Regions from separate parts of the Mus musculus genome. Here region 2 is linked to region 1. A link is a contact called in public HiChIP or PLAC-seq data. All regions are on one chromosome and are shown on one strand. The core of a region is the stretch at or near the end of the contact, and the rest is flanking DNA. Distances in the headings are between cores, read along the strand shown.

Region 1 (5,631 bases), core at 60-2,559:
TACAGTTTAACCTTGAAGTTTCTGTGTTGAATTTGTTTAGATGATCTATTTGTTGATGAGAGTAGATTATGAAGTTGCTAGGATTGTATCTGGACCTATATGTTTCTTTATGTCTAGTGATATTTTCAAATTGAAAGGAATTCACATACAGTGTAATTTACTTTTTTAAAGTATGTAATTCACCAGTGTAGCATGTTCACATCATTGTATAGCAGTTACCACTAATTCCAGAGCACCCACACATATCACACTCAAGCATACACCGTCTCTTTCTGTGTGTCTCTGTCAGACATAGACACACTCTCTCTTTGTCTGTGTGTGAGTGTGATGTGTGTATGTGTTGTTCTTTTGGCAGTGTCCCTCATTTCTTTTGAGACAGGGTCTCTACTGGCCTGAAATTTACCAAATAGGCTAGGCTGGCTGGCCATGAAGCTCCAGGGATCTGCCTATCTCTATTTTCCCAGTGCTAGCATAATTTCACACTTAGGTTTTTTTTCTTTTTAATGTGGGTTTGTGAGATTGAACTTAGGTCCAGTGCTTGCAAAACACTTCATATAAGTAAACATCAGGAACTCTTTCTCTACTCCCCAGAACTCTTCTATTAGCCCCCAATCTTTTAAGTATTTATACTTCTTATTTTGCCACAGTTTCCCCACACTAATCAAACACCAATCCACTTTCTGTCTCTATGTAGGACAGTAGCTATAAATAGTATGATATAAAATGTGACCTTTTCTAACTGAATTTTTTCTACTTGGCATAATGTTTTCAAGTTTCTCCATGTTGTAGCATGCATTACTACTTCCTTCATTGTGTGGCTGCATTCATTGTGCAGACATTCATTCTTTTCCTTTTGGTGTTGGGAATCAATCCCTCAGCTTCAGTATCCAGCAGGCAGGACGTCTACTAGCTAAGGCCTAGCTCCATGTGACTTACTGTGTGCCTCTCTGTTAGCCCATAGACACTGGACATTTACACTGGGCTTTTAGGAGGAGTTCTGCTATTAATATGTTTGTACATGTTTCTTTGTGATATGTTTTAGCTCTCTTATTTTTATAGAGATTCTTGTGTCATATAACTGTTTAGCTCTGAGGAACACCTTAACATTTAAGTATGTGGAGGATGTGATTGCAGTTGTCTCAGAGCATGGTCTGTCAAGTGGAAGACATCATCTATCCTGTTGTTTATTTTTATTTATATTTTAAGAGGTTTGCTGATTTATATTTATGCATCTCTGTGTGAGTGCATGTGCATATGAATGTGCTGGTGTGTGCATGTGTGGAGGCCAAAAGAGGCCCTTAGGTGTCACCCTTATCACACTGCCTCTTCTGTTGAGTCAGAGTTTTCTTGGCTAGCTTGATGCTAGCAAGGCCTAGTAACCCTCCCGTCTCTGCCCTCCTGCTGGAGACAAGTGCTTGCTGGAGCATTCAGCTTGTTACATGGGTGCTGACATTCAGGCCCCAGTCCTCACTGTGGAATGTGTGCTTAGCTGCCCCAGCTCTGTCTTGTTTATAATGACACTGGAAGCTTTGTCTTTTTACTTCTATTCAGAGTAAATTATTTTGTTGTTATTTTTCAAGACCAAATTTGTCAAACTATGAAATTCTTTCAGATGTTTTACTAAAACTCTGTAATCATTCAGTTAGTTTATATTTAAGTAAGTTGTGTCCTGAAGACCCAGTTCTGTTAATGAGTTCTTTTCCCTTATGCTTGTGTAAGTCTGCTCTGAGACAGATGACCTGGAGCTATTCTTATCCTTCATGTTGGTTTGGATGAAGTTCTGAGATGTACTCTTTTATTCTATGTGCTGTGGTTAGGGCACACTGTCATCTGGGGATGAAAGTAGGCTAGAAAAACACTATTAGCATTAGTTGGTGCCACTTTTCATTTCCCAACAAGTAGCCAAGTTCCTGAAGCTGATGCTGAAGGTGCTCTGGCTTTTCCATTTTCTCAGCTGTGCTAACAGTTGACAGTAATCGAAAGCGTAGAGTTACCCGGGCTACGGGATGCTCCGTGAGCACAGCACTCACTGATCCAGTGTGAGGACTAGGGTGTCCTCAGACCCCACGGAGGAGGAGGAGGATGGGGGGGGAAGGGGACCCCACGGAGGAGGAGAAGGAGGAGGGGGGGAGGGAGAGGGAGAGGGGAGAGGCAGTGCCTTCCGTGGTACACTGCTGTAATGTGCCCCTGCGCCTGGAAGTCTGTAAATAACATCATGTATGCCCTGTGAGCAACCGTGCTAAAACTCAGAGGGGCAACAAAAAAATATACAATACAAAAGAAAACAATAACAAAATTAAAAAACAAAGTGGAAGAGACATTAATTAGAAGGGAGCTGGTTGGGAAAAGGAAGGGACCAGCAAGAGTGGAAGGGAGATAAACTGTAATGGGGAGTGTATGTGATAAAAGTCTTTATCTACATGTATAATTAATTTATGCTAATAAGCATTTAAAAATAACAAATAGAAAAAACAAGCCAGTGAATTATAAACAAAATATTTGGATAGCATTTCAGTAGCTTTAGGGCAATAACAACGAAATGGCTTATGGACTTATATCTTCTCTACATCTTAGTCATGTGCTATTTTACATGTGTTGAATATATTATGTAAAATATCCATGACATATTGATACTGAAAAGAGTGCTGTGGTGGTATCCTGAGGCAATGCAAGCCTTTGTTGCTTATGATACTTACAGTTAGCTAAACATATATGGTTTCTGTATTAGTTATTTTTGGATCTATGTGACTACAGCATCTATCAGAGACAGCTTAAGGGGATAATGGTTTATTCTGGTTCACGGTTTCAGAGTGTTAGAGTTCATTATGACGGGGAAGGCATGGTGGGGCAGTTCAGTTCCTGGTAGTAGGAGCACGTGGCAGAGACCGTTCATTTAATCACAGATAGGAGCACAGAGACAGCTGGTTCCACGGCTTCCCTCAGTAGCCCCCGAAGGGGCTGGGTGGAACTTGTGAGCTTCTAACATTTCTGTGGTTGGGGGTTGCTTGGGTTTGGTGTCTGTATCTTTCTACTTGAAAATAAAATTCTTTTGAAGCAGAAGAGTCTCTTTTTGGACCGGAGTGATGGCTCAGCAGTTAGGAGCACGCGATACTCTTGCAGAGGATGGGTGTGGGGTTCCCAGCACCCGTGTTCTGTGGCTCACAACCTTAGTTCCAGGGAATCCTATGCCCTCTTCTGACTTCCTTGAACACTGCATTCATCTATGTAAACCTACTCACAGAGACACACATAGTTTAAAAAAACCAATCTTTTAAAAAAGTTAATTTACCTTGCCTTTTTCCCTTTGCTTACCCAGTCCCTCTCCCTCCCATATTAATGATGAAAATGTGTACAACAGAGGCTATCATCAGTCATAGCTGCACTGCTTTGGCATAGTTTTGACCCAGCCTGTCTTTGATGCCAGAGTCAAGTCAAAAGATGTATTTTAAAGACATCTATCTCTACTTCATAGTGATGAAGTGTTCTTTACAAGTGGAGAAAAACATTTGTTTTGTTGGGAATGCAGATCCAGTGTGACAAAACATAATGTATAACACTGATTTGAACTGGTAGTTATGCTTGGGATGGGTGGCCGTGCTGGCCTTTAGCTCATAGTGTATTTCTGGAGAGGAGACTGCAAAGGCATGTGGATATGGATATTAGGTAAGTGTTAAGGAAAGGAGCTAGGCATTTGCTCTCTTATTATGTAGAAAATTATTTTAAGTTTTTAAAATGTGTTTGTTTACAATCAACCAGTACAAGGGATTGAGCCTCCTACATTCTAGACTAATGTGCTTTTTTTTCCCCCACTAGCTTTGGGACCATCTGGATCACACAATGTTTTTACAAGATTTTAGACCATTTCTAAGTAGCAATCCACTGGACCAAGATAATAGAGCCAATGAGAGAGGTCACCAAACTCACACTGACTTTTGGGGACCAAGTCGGCCTCCAAGGTTGCCAATGACAAGAAGATACAGGTCTCGCGGAAGTACTCGTCCCGACAGGTCGCCAGCTATCGAAGGGTGAGTTGTTGTTTTGAGTTCTTAAGGGCTGTTTAGATTGTTACTGGCATAATCCAATCTTTATAAAGTCCTCAGACTTTTGTGAACAAGACAGAAATATAAACAGGATGAAAATGAAGCTAAACTGAATGTCATACTCAAGAATTATCATTTAAGGATTGGTGATTAAATAGCTAGTCAGTGGTGGCTATTTAATCCCAGCACTTGGGAGGCAGAGGCAGGCGGATTTCTGAGTTCGAGGCCAGCCTGGTCTACAGAGTGAGTTCCAGGACAGCCAGGGCTACACAGAGAAACCCTGTCTCAAAAAAACAAAACAAAACAAAACAAAAAAACCCCAAAAAAGACAAAAAAAAAAAAAAAAAAAAGGATTGGTGATAAAATAGAGAGCTTCTATAGCATTTTTATTAACATCTCAGAGGGGATTTGTCAAATTTTAGAAAAGGCTAAGTTTGATACTTCTCGCTCGTAAGCATTTGGCAGGCTGTGAAGAGCATGAGTTCAAGACCAACCTGGGCTAAATATTAAGACCATGCCTCAAAAAGAATGTGGTAGCACACACCTTTATTCCCAGCCCTGGAGAGGCAGAGGTACATGGATTTTTGGAAAGCCACTCTGGTCTACAGAATGAATTCTAGGACCATATAGTGAGACCATGTCTCCAAAATAAAAAAGAAGATAAATAGATAAAAAGAAAAAAAAAGTAAAAGAAAAAGAAATTTGAAGGATATCAAAAGGTAAACCAAGTATATCCCATAACATTGGGATCTGTCTTAGTTATGAACGAAAGCATGGAGTTGTGCATGTGTTTTCAGAGGGCTAAGAGTCCACTGTAGCGGGACAGCATGGCTGGAACTGAGAACTCAAATCTCCATCCATAAGGAGGAGGTAGAGGGAAAGTACAGTGGCAATGTCTTGGGCTTTTGAAACCCCTAAACTTGCCCCTAGTGATAGATTTCTTCCAACGAGGCCACTCCTCCTAATACTTCTTCGCAAATAGTTCCAACAATTGGGGGCCATTCTCATTCAAACTACTGCAGAATGCAGAGATCTGATTTAAAGATTTAAGTAGATGAGAACTTAATATGAAATCACTTAACATGAAATCACTCTAGCATATCCTCTCCCATACCCTCCATCTTAAAACCATTTTTTTTTTTTTAAATAGGCTATTTGGATCTACCAGGTAGCTCAGGCTGGTTTTGAATTCCAGATCCTCCTGCTGTAGGCTCCCTGCTGTAGGCTCCCAGTTGCTAGGTGCATGCCACCAAACCTGCTTTGTACTACATTTTTGTTAAAGGAAAAGGAATCTTTTTCTACTGCCCCTTACTCTGTGCTCAGAATATTTCCTGAGCTCTGTGTCCTAATGTTTCCTGCCCACGGATGTGAGGAGAGCTAAATGAGCAGAGAGTTAACTTTGTATCCTTTACTATGAGGTGGCAAGGAGGGTGCTGTGGAGGTTGGTTTATGATTAGCCAGCTGCGGTGCCTGCTGATCACTTAGACTAGAGTAAACACTGTGTTTGAACCGAGTTTGGTGGCACATGCTTGTAACCCCAGCATTTGGGAGAATCAGGAGTTCAAGCTGGCTTCAGCTCTCTAGTGAGTTT
Region 2 (6,550 bases), core at 1,665-4,164, 130 kb after region 1:
AACACTATAAAGGAAAAAGCAACTTCAAAATCTTTTCAAATATACTGGAACCTGCATGACTTTTTTTTTTTTTTTTTTTTTTTTTTTTAAAGTGAACAGTTTTACAACTGTGCAGAGCAGACCCTTGACCTTGCGCTCAGTGTACTGCGGGGACTTATGAGTGGACTCTGGAACTGATAAAACGTAACAGCTGAACACAGCTCAGCACAGGTGGATGACAGTTGCTTTTATGAAATGACTTCAAGGTTGGAAGGGTAGATTAAAAAAAAAAGACAATGGTTGGCAGAACAGTTAGCAAGAATTAACTGGGAAAGACACCTCTCTTGGGATTTACTCATGCTTCTATCCATTAGCCAATACTTCTTAGTGATTACTGTGTGCCAAGTGCTGGAGGTAGATTGGTGACTGCTGCTCTCAAAGGGCAGATAACTTATGAAAGAGATAACGAGTAACTATAAGACAGTATGGCAGCCCAGAAGGGACATGAGTGAAGGGCATTATGGTGACATGAAGAGAAACACTGGTCTAACTTGGTTCAGAAGTATTTGGATATCCAAGCTGAAATGTGAAGGCTGAACAGCAATCAGCTGGCCAGGAGGGAGAGGGGCAGGTATGAGGGGGAGAATTCCATAAAAAGACACTGTGGAAATCTGGAGGCACGATGGCACAGCCAGGTTAAGAAACTAAAAGAAGTTTAGGAAGTCTATACAGTATAAAAAACAAAATGAGAACATGGTGAGTGAGACACAAGGCTAAATAGCCAAAAGTCAGGGTCCTATCGTAAGCCGCTATATATGACATGTTAAGGACTTTGTGCTTTATTCTGTGGCATGAACAAAAATGTCAGAGGTAATAAGTTTTATAAAGTTTAATTTCTTTTATTATTTGTGTGCTTGCACATGCGCTTGCAAGTAGAAGGCAGGGGTCAATTTTTGGGAGTTAGTTCTCTCCTTCCATTCTGAGCACCAAGATCTAACTCAGGTTTCAGGCTTGGGCAGCAAGTGCCTTTATCCGCTCAGTCATCTCATTGGCCTGAGGTGAGAGTCTCTGATATGAAGTTTCTGATTTCATACCACATAAACCTTCCAGTTCATATGGAACAGGAAAAATGGTGCATGCATTGCTTTCCTGTTAACCACATTTCCCTAAGGCCTTACTTGGCCTCCACTCTGCCACCAAATGGGTCAGATGCTAGGGAATACAAGAGAGAGTAAGAAAGATACTATCTTGGATTTCATGGGGAAGGAAAATAAAACATACATGAGAAAGAAAGTGGCTGGAATGAAAGGCCCCTTTGGTTATTGATAGGGGACAAGTTACGCCTCCCTGTGGTGACATTTTCATTTAATTAACACCTCAATGATGGCAAAGTAGCCCCAAAACATATAAAGACAGGGAACATTTGACGCAAAGGATTGTTTGGGTTTTAGATTTCAGCACTTTGGTTGGTTAAATTTAATATTTCATGTGGATATATTTGTAAAAGTTAAAGATTATAAATTTAAGGCATAAAAGTTTAGAAAGCCATATTCTTGGGAACTTTTGAATTATGTTCATGTTAATCTCACAGGTGAAAGTGCATGGAAATTTTCTAATTATACTCTTATTTTTGTACTCTTTAACAAGCTGGGAATGGACATTTATATTTACCTGTGGGGGGAAAAACTCTTAAAACTTAAATGTTTTTTTTTTTCTTGAATTGGTAGTAAGGCTGAAAGCCACTCTGTGTCATTATCAAGGACAACAGGGGAGGCGCAGAGAGATTTGAAGCAGAAGGCAGAGTGTCCAGAGTTTTGTGTATTTACAGATTTGAACACTATGCTAGCAACAAAAGCAGTCAAATGTACTTGAAAGGTATTAATTTTGAAAAGGGAAAAATGGTTACTGTATTAGAGTGGTGAAATGGGTTGGCTTTTTCTTGTTTTACATTTTCTTAAGTGTTGTTACCGACGTTTTCAAGAGGTGAGGGCAATGCTCTGCTGAGGGAAGCATTGGGATGCAGCTGCACAAACCCTAAATTCAAGGATGTACCTCACTTACGTCCCTCAGGGGAACTGTTTCTTTCCCTTGCCATTTGGATGCGATGAAGAGAAAAAAAAATCTTTTACTGGAAAGATGCGGGGTGAGAGCGATAATGCAAGCAAAGAAGCGTCTGCAGTTGCTTAGTGAGTGCTTGCATTTGAAAGTGGGTACATGGCTATGCACATAAATACATACATGATATCAGGGCTATCATAAACACTTGGGGTGGGGTGGGAGGAAACCCTGGAGAGACACGACTGATGGGAAAAGCAAGAGGCTCACTAGACGAAGCGAGCAGAACTTGCCAGTGGTTTATACTTCTTCGGTTTTGTTTAACGGTAGATAGAGGTGGCCAAGTGAGAAGAAAACGTGGGTCGACCGCGACCCGCAAAGAGTGAACAGCAACCAGAGAACGAAAGATGAGGTGTCACTGCACAAAGGAAAGCTCAGACTTGGACCTCGCGGAGGCAAACGTGTCAGCACCCGGATCCTGCAAAGCCCATACCCGTCCCGGTCCTCAGCCCTGGTAGGCACGCTGCCGTGGGCCTCCCGCCGGGAGCCAAGCTTCTCCAGGCTCCGTGGTCCGCGGAGCTGCCCGGAAGCCTCGGGGCGCCGTGGGTACTGACCCCCGCATGGCACCGGCTCAGCGCTGGGGCCAGCCAGGCCCTCCCCAGAGTCTGGGGACGCACGCTAGGTGAGTGACAGCACCACACGTCAGCCTTCGCCACCCGGGCAAGGGAGCGGGCTGAGCAAATCCAGGTTCTCCCAAGGCTCACCTGGGAGGTGATCATGATGCTGGAGTCGATCAGGAAGCTCATGGCGAAGCCTCGGGAGGCCCATGCCCAGCTGTCTACCCCTCAGAGAAGCCGCGGCTTAAGACCTGTCCACCTGCTGTGGTAGGCGGCCTGGCCTGGCGCGTGCTTACGTCATCAAGATGCGCCCTAGCCAGCCAATCAGCGGCCGCATTCTCCGTTTGCCTGGAAGGTGAGGGTGGGCAGGGCTGGAAGCCGCTGGGTAGACTCAAAGCAGATGTGTTTCTTCTTAGTAGGCACAAGGAGGTGAGGAGAGGTAACATTTGCTTTAAGTGGCACTGCCATTAAATATAATGAAATTATTTTTATATTTTTCATAGCTAGAAACACTGGGGTGAGAGTTGTGCGAGGTCCTCAGTGACATTCCCAACACGGCAGAAAGTAAAAATAAGTTAACATAGCGAGTGAGGCTTTAAGTCAAGTAGTGTGTTGCAGATGTTACAGATTTTACTTGGTTTAAAAAGCAGTGTGACATCTATAAGCGAAAGGATGGTGGACAGGAACGTAAGAGTCTTCTCAAACATAGCTAAGTAAATTTCTGATATGATAACGTCAAAAGCACACGGCTTATAAGAGTGTGCACTCATTGGACTCTAATGAGACCGCCATTATAGTTGGCGCTTTAGGGTGTGGAGTATTAGGCCAAAGGACGAGAAATTACATGAAGACAGATTTTAATTCAAAATAATAATTACGTAGGAGTCTTAAAGGTGGGCTATGTTAGAAAGTAGTTTCCCCCTTCCCAACACAGTCTGAGTGGCTGTGGCTCAACTACAAAGTGAATTATAATTCCTTCCATTAGATACTCCATTTATGAAGGCTTAATATACTACAATGGGACTTAGACTTTTCCCACTAGAACCCTAGCTAGTCTTATTGTAAAGACTAGTTACAGTCAAGGCTTGTAAGGGTGCAAGTGTATGTTGCAGGGGATGCTGGTATCTAGAAAGTGAGTGCTCAGATTATAATATAAATAAACAAGAACATTCCCCCAGGTTGCCACACATAAAGAAAGACCCCTGTTCCTTTGATCTGAAGCCTGTCTTACCAAGCAGCCTGTCCTAGTTAGGGCTACTATTGCTGTGTTGAAACACCATGACCGAAAACAAGTTGGGGAGAAAAGGGTTTATTTCAGCCTACACTTTCACACTGTAGTTCCCTTTTGAGGGAAGTCATGACAGGAACTCAAACAGGGCAGGGATCCTGAGGCAGGAGCTGATGCAGAGGCAATGGGTGTGTGTGTGTGTGTGTGTGTGTGTGTGTGTGTGTGTGTGTTGCTTACTGGCTTACTTGTGGCTTGCTCAGCCTGCTTCATATGTGTATAACTCAGACATGGCAACACCCACAATAGACTGGGCCTTCTATCACCAATCACTAATTAAGAAAATGCTCTACAATTTTGCTTCCAGTCCAATCTTATGGAGGCATTTTTCTCAATTGAGTTTCCTTCTTCTTAGATAACTTTAGGTTGTGTCAAATTGACATAAAACCAGATAGCACACAGCACAAACTACATATCAAATACCAAATACCTGTACCAGAGTGCCAGGGAGCTGTGGAGGCTGCCTTACCATGAGAGTCTCTTAAATCACAGAACTCTGTGTTCCTGGTCCCATCTCTCAGGGAAGCAGATAGCTGCCTACAATGTGGCACTCAACTGTCATTCAAAGCTGTGGGATAGTGGAGGACACTGGGAAATTGTACTTGTATAATTATTATGCCTAACTAATTTGATCTATAGGATTTGTGAACTTAAGTAAGCACACACAGAGATGAAATTTAAAATTGAATATGTAAGTTGGGATTGATACGTGAAAGCAACACTAGGGATTGTTCTGAACCTCTGGTCACCTATCCTCTGTGCCTGCGTGGAACAGAAAGTGCTTCTTGCTCTAAGACTAACCACCTTTCTAGGAAGGTGGATGTCGGCTTGGCATTCACTCATTTTAGATAAGTACCTACCTTATCGTGGCGTGGGATTTAACATCACGACTTTGGCTAGACAGTCAGACAGGAGTGCAATACTGGTGTATTTTGAAGTCTGAGATACTCGGTATTGGGTATCCTGATATGTATCCACATATGTATGTGTGCTCACATGTTCATGTAGAGACCACAGGTGAACACTGAGTGCCTTCCTGCACCTTCCTTCAATGTCCTTTGTCTTATGCTTTGACAGCATCTTCTAGTGAACCTGGAGTTTGCTGATTTGGATAGACTCGCTGCCCAGCAAGTCCCAGAGATCCTTCTGTCTCCATTTCTTTAGCATTGGGATTACAGTTATGTGCGGCCCTGCTTGGCATTCTTACCAGAATTCAGGGGACCTGAACCCTATTTTGCATGCTGTCATGGCAAGTAGTTTATTGCCCAGTCATCTGCCTAGTTTCTAGATGTACATAGTTGATTTTTTAATGGTTTTTCTATCAGACAGTATATCATACACTTACATGATAAAAGAATTTCTTTTTATTGTTAATGCATGTCTGTGCATATATGCACATGTATGTGCACTTGTATGTGTATAGAAAATGTTTCTCATTGGCCTGGAGCTTACCAATTAGACTAGACTGGCAGGCTAGTGAGCCTGGGGGAATCTTCCTGTCTCACATCTCAGCACTGAGATTACAGGTGTGCCTCAGCAAGGCAGGACCTCTCCAACTCTGTATAGTAAAGAAGATGAACCACAAGTAATATTTATCCAAACTTTCAACTTTCTCTAAGCAAGGGACTTTTAATGTATGTGTTCCAAAATCCTGGACACACACTAAGCTCCTTCAGCTAGCTTCTCTGACAGTTGGGTTGAGGCTGGTGAACTGTCGGGGAGAAGCCAGCCATTTATCCTGACAGTTGATTCCCGGAAAATCTAATGCCGCTTTTGAGGGGACTTGGGGAGAGCAGCAGTTTCTTCTGCTGACTCTCCTCTTTCAATTAAATTCTCTCTTGGTCTTCAGTAACCTGGAGTGCTTGGTAAACTGAGTTCCCAGGCTATTCGAGGACCATTTAAAGAAAAGAAAAGAATAGAAAGGAAAAGAAAAGGAAAGAAAGAAAAAAGGAAAGTAAGTTTGAAGTGTTTGTGCTCTTGAAAAGCTGTAGCTGTGGAGGATCAGAGTCCTTAGATTTTGTGGCTTGGTCTGAAAGTCCAAGAATTAAAACGTTGACTTAATATTTCACCACATTTTCATTAATTTAAATCTGTAAGTAATATTCATGTTTTCTGTGTGTTTTTTCTGAGGGAGTGTGATAAAATTTCTTAGAGCTACTGCTTTTCTGTTCATATTTCTGAAGGCTTCCTAATTTGATCCCATGTTTTTAAAAGTGCAAATGATGCATACTATCTTTACATCAGTGACGATTAGCCTTTGTTGTTATGGTCCTGGCCTATTATTTTGTGTCTTTTGTTTATTTGGTATTCAGATTCTGGGTCTTGATTTTCATTTCCCCTTAGATCTTTAGAAGGCACAGTATTTGCTTTAAAGTAGCACGTGAGAAGGAGACGGGGTCCTTCTGCTTTCTCATGTTTGCCCTTCCCATTAATTCCTCCAGTCACAGTTCCTAAGTCTATGTTCATATAATCAAGGACTTTAAACCTTTAAAAGTATGTATTAAGAATTAGCATATAAGCCAGGTGGTGGTGGTGCACGCCTTTAATCCCAGCACTCGGGAGGCAGAGGCAGGCGGATTTCTGAGTTTGAGGCCAGCCTGGTCTACAAAGTGAG

Evidence for each region. HiChIP or PLAC-seq counts read pairs in DNA pulled down with a chosen protein or histone mark.
Region 2: a contact with region 1 is called in an H3K4me3 HiChIP or PLAC-seq map of the SCID.adh cell line, with 12 read pairs. The contact joins the promoter of Gpr89 here to the enhancer-like site in region 1. A contact is called at or near these places in 7 of 39 promoter capture datasets (the C10 cell line, the HPC-7 cell line, embryonic stem cells and 2 more), 1 of 484 Hi-C or Micro-C datasets (extraembryonic endoderm stem cells), 7 of 115 datasets of contacts at active chromatin or transcription factors (the SCID.adh cell line, effector CD8 T cells, embryonic forebrain and 3 more) and 3 of 9 other capture datasets (adipose tissue, liver and pancreatic islet).

The regions. Positions count from the first base shown.
Region 1 is chr3:96,771,817-96,777,447 of GRCm38.p6, forward strand. It overlaps Rnf115 (ring finger protein 115), which reads left to right. Exons shown (of 9, transcript NM_026406.3): 4 at 3,814-4,025. Among named protein-coding and RNA genes, the nearest start is that of Cd160, 40 kb to the right of the region's middle. Within about 2 kb of position 1,310, at least 10 of the 459 cell types and tissues checked have an H3K27ac peak or open chromatin away from gene starts, as enhancers often do. A contact at or near this core is called in the SCID.adh cell line and liver, where this site is marked.
Region 2 is chr3:96,902,384-96,908,933 of GRCm38.p6, forward strand. It overlaps Gpr89 (G protein-coupled receptor 89), which reads right to left and starts at 2,915. Exons shown (of 14, transcript NM_026229.4): 1 at 2,799-2,915. The coding sequence starts at 2,840.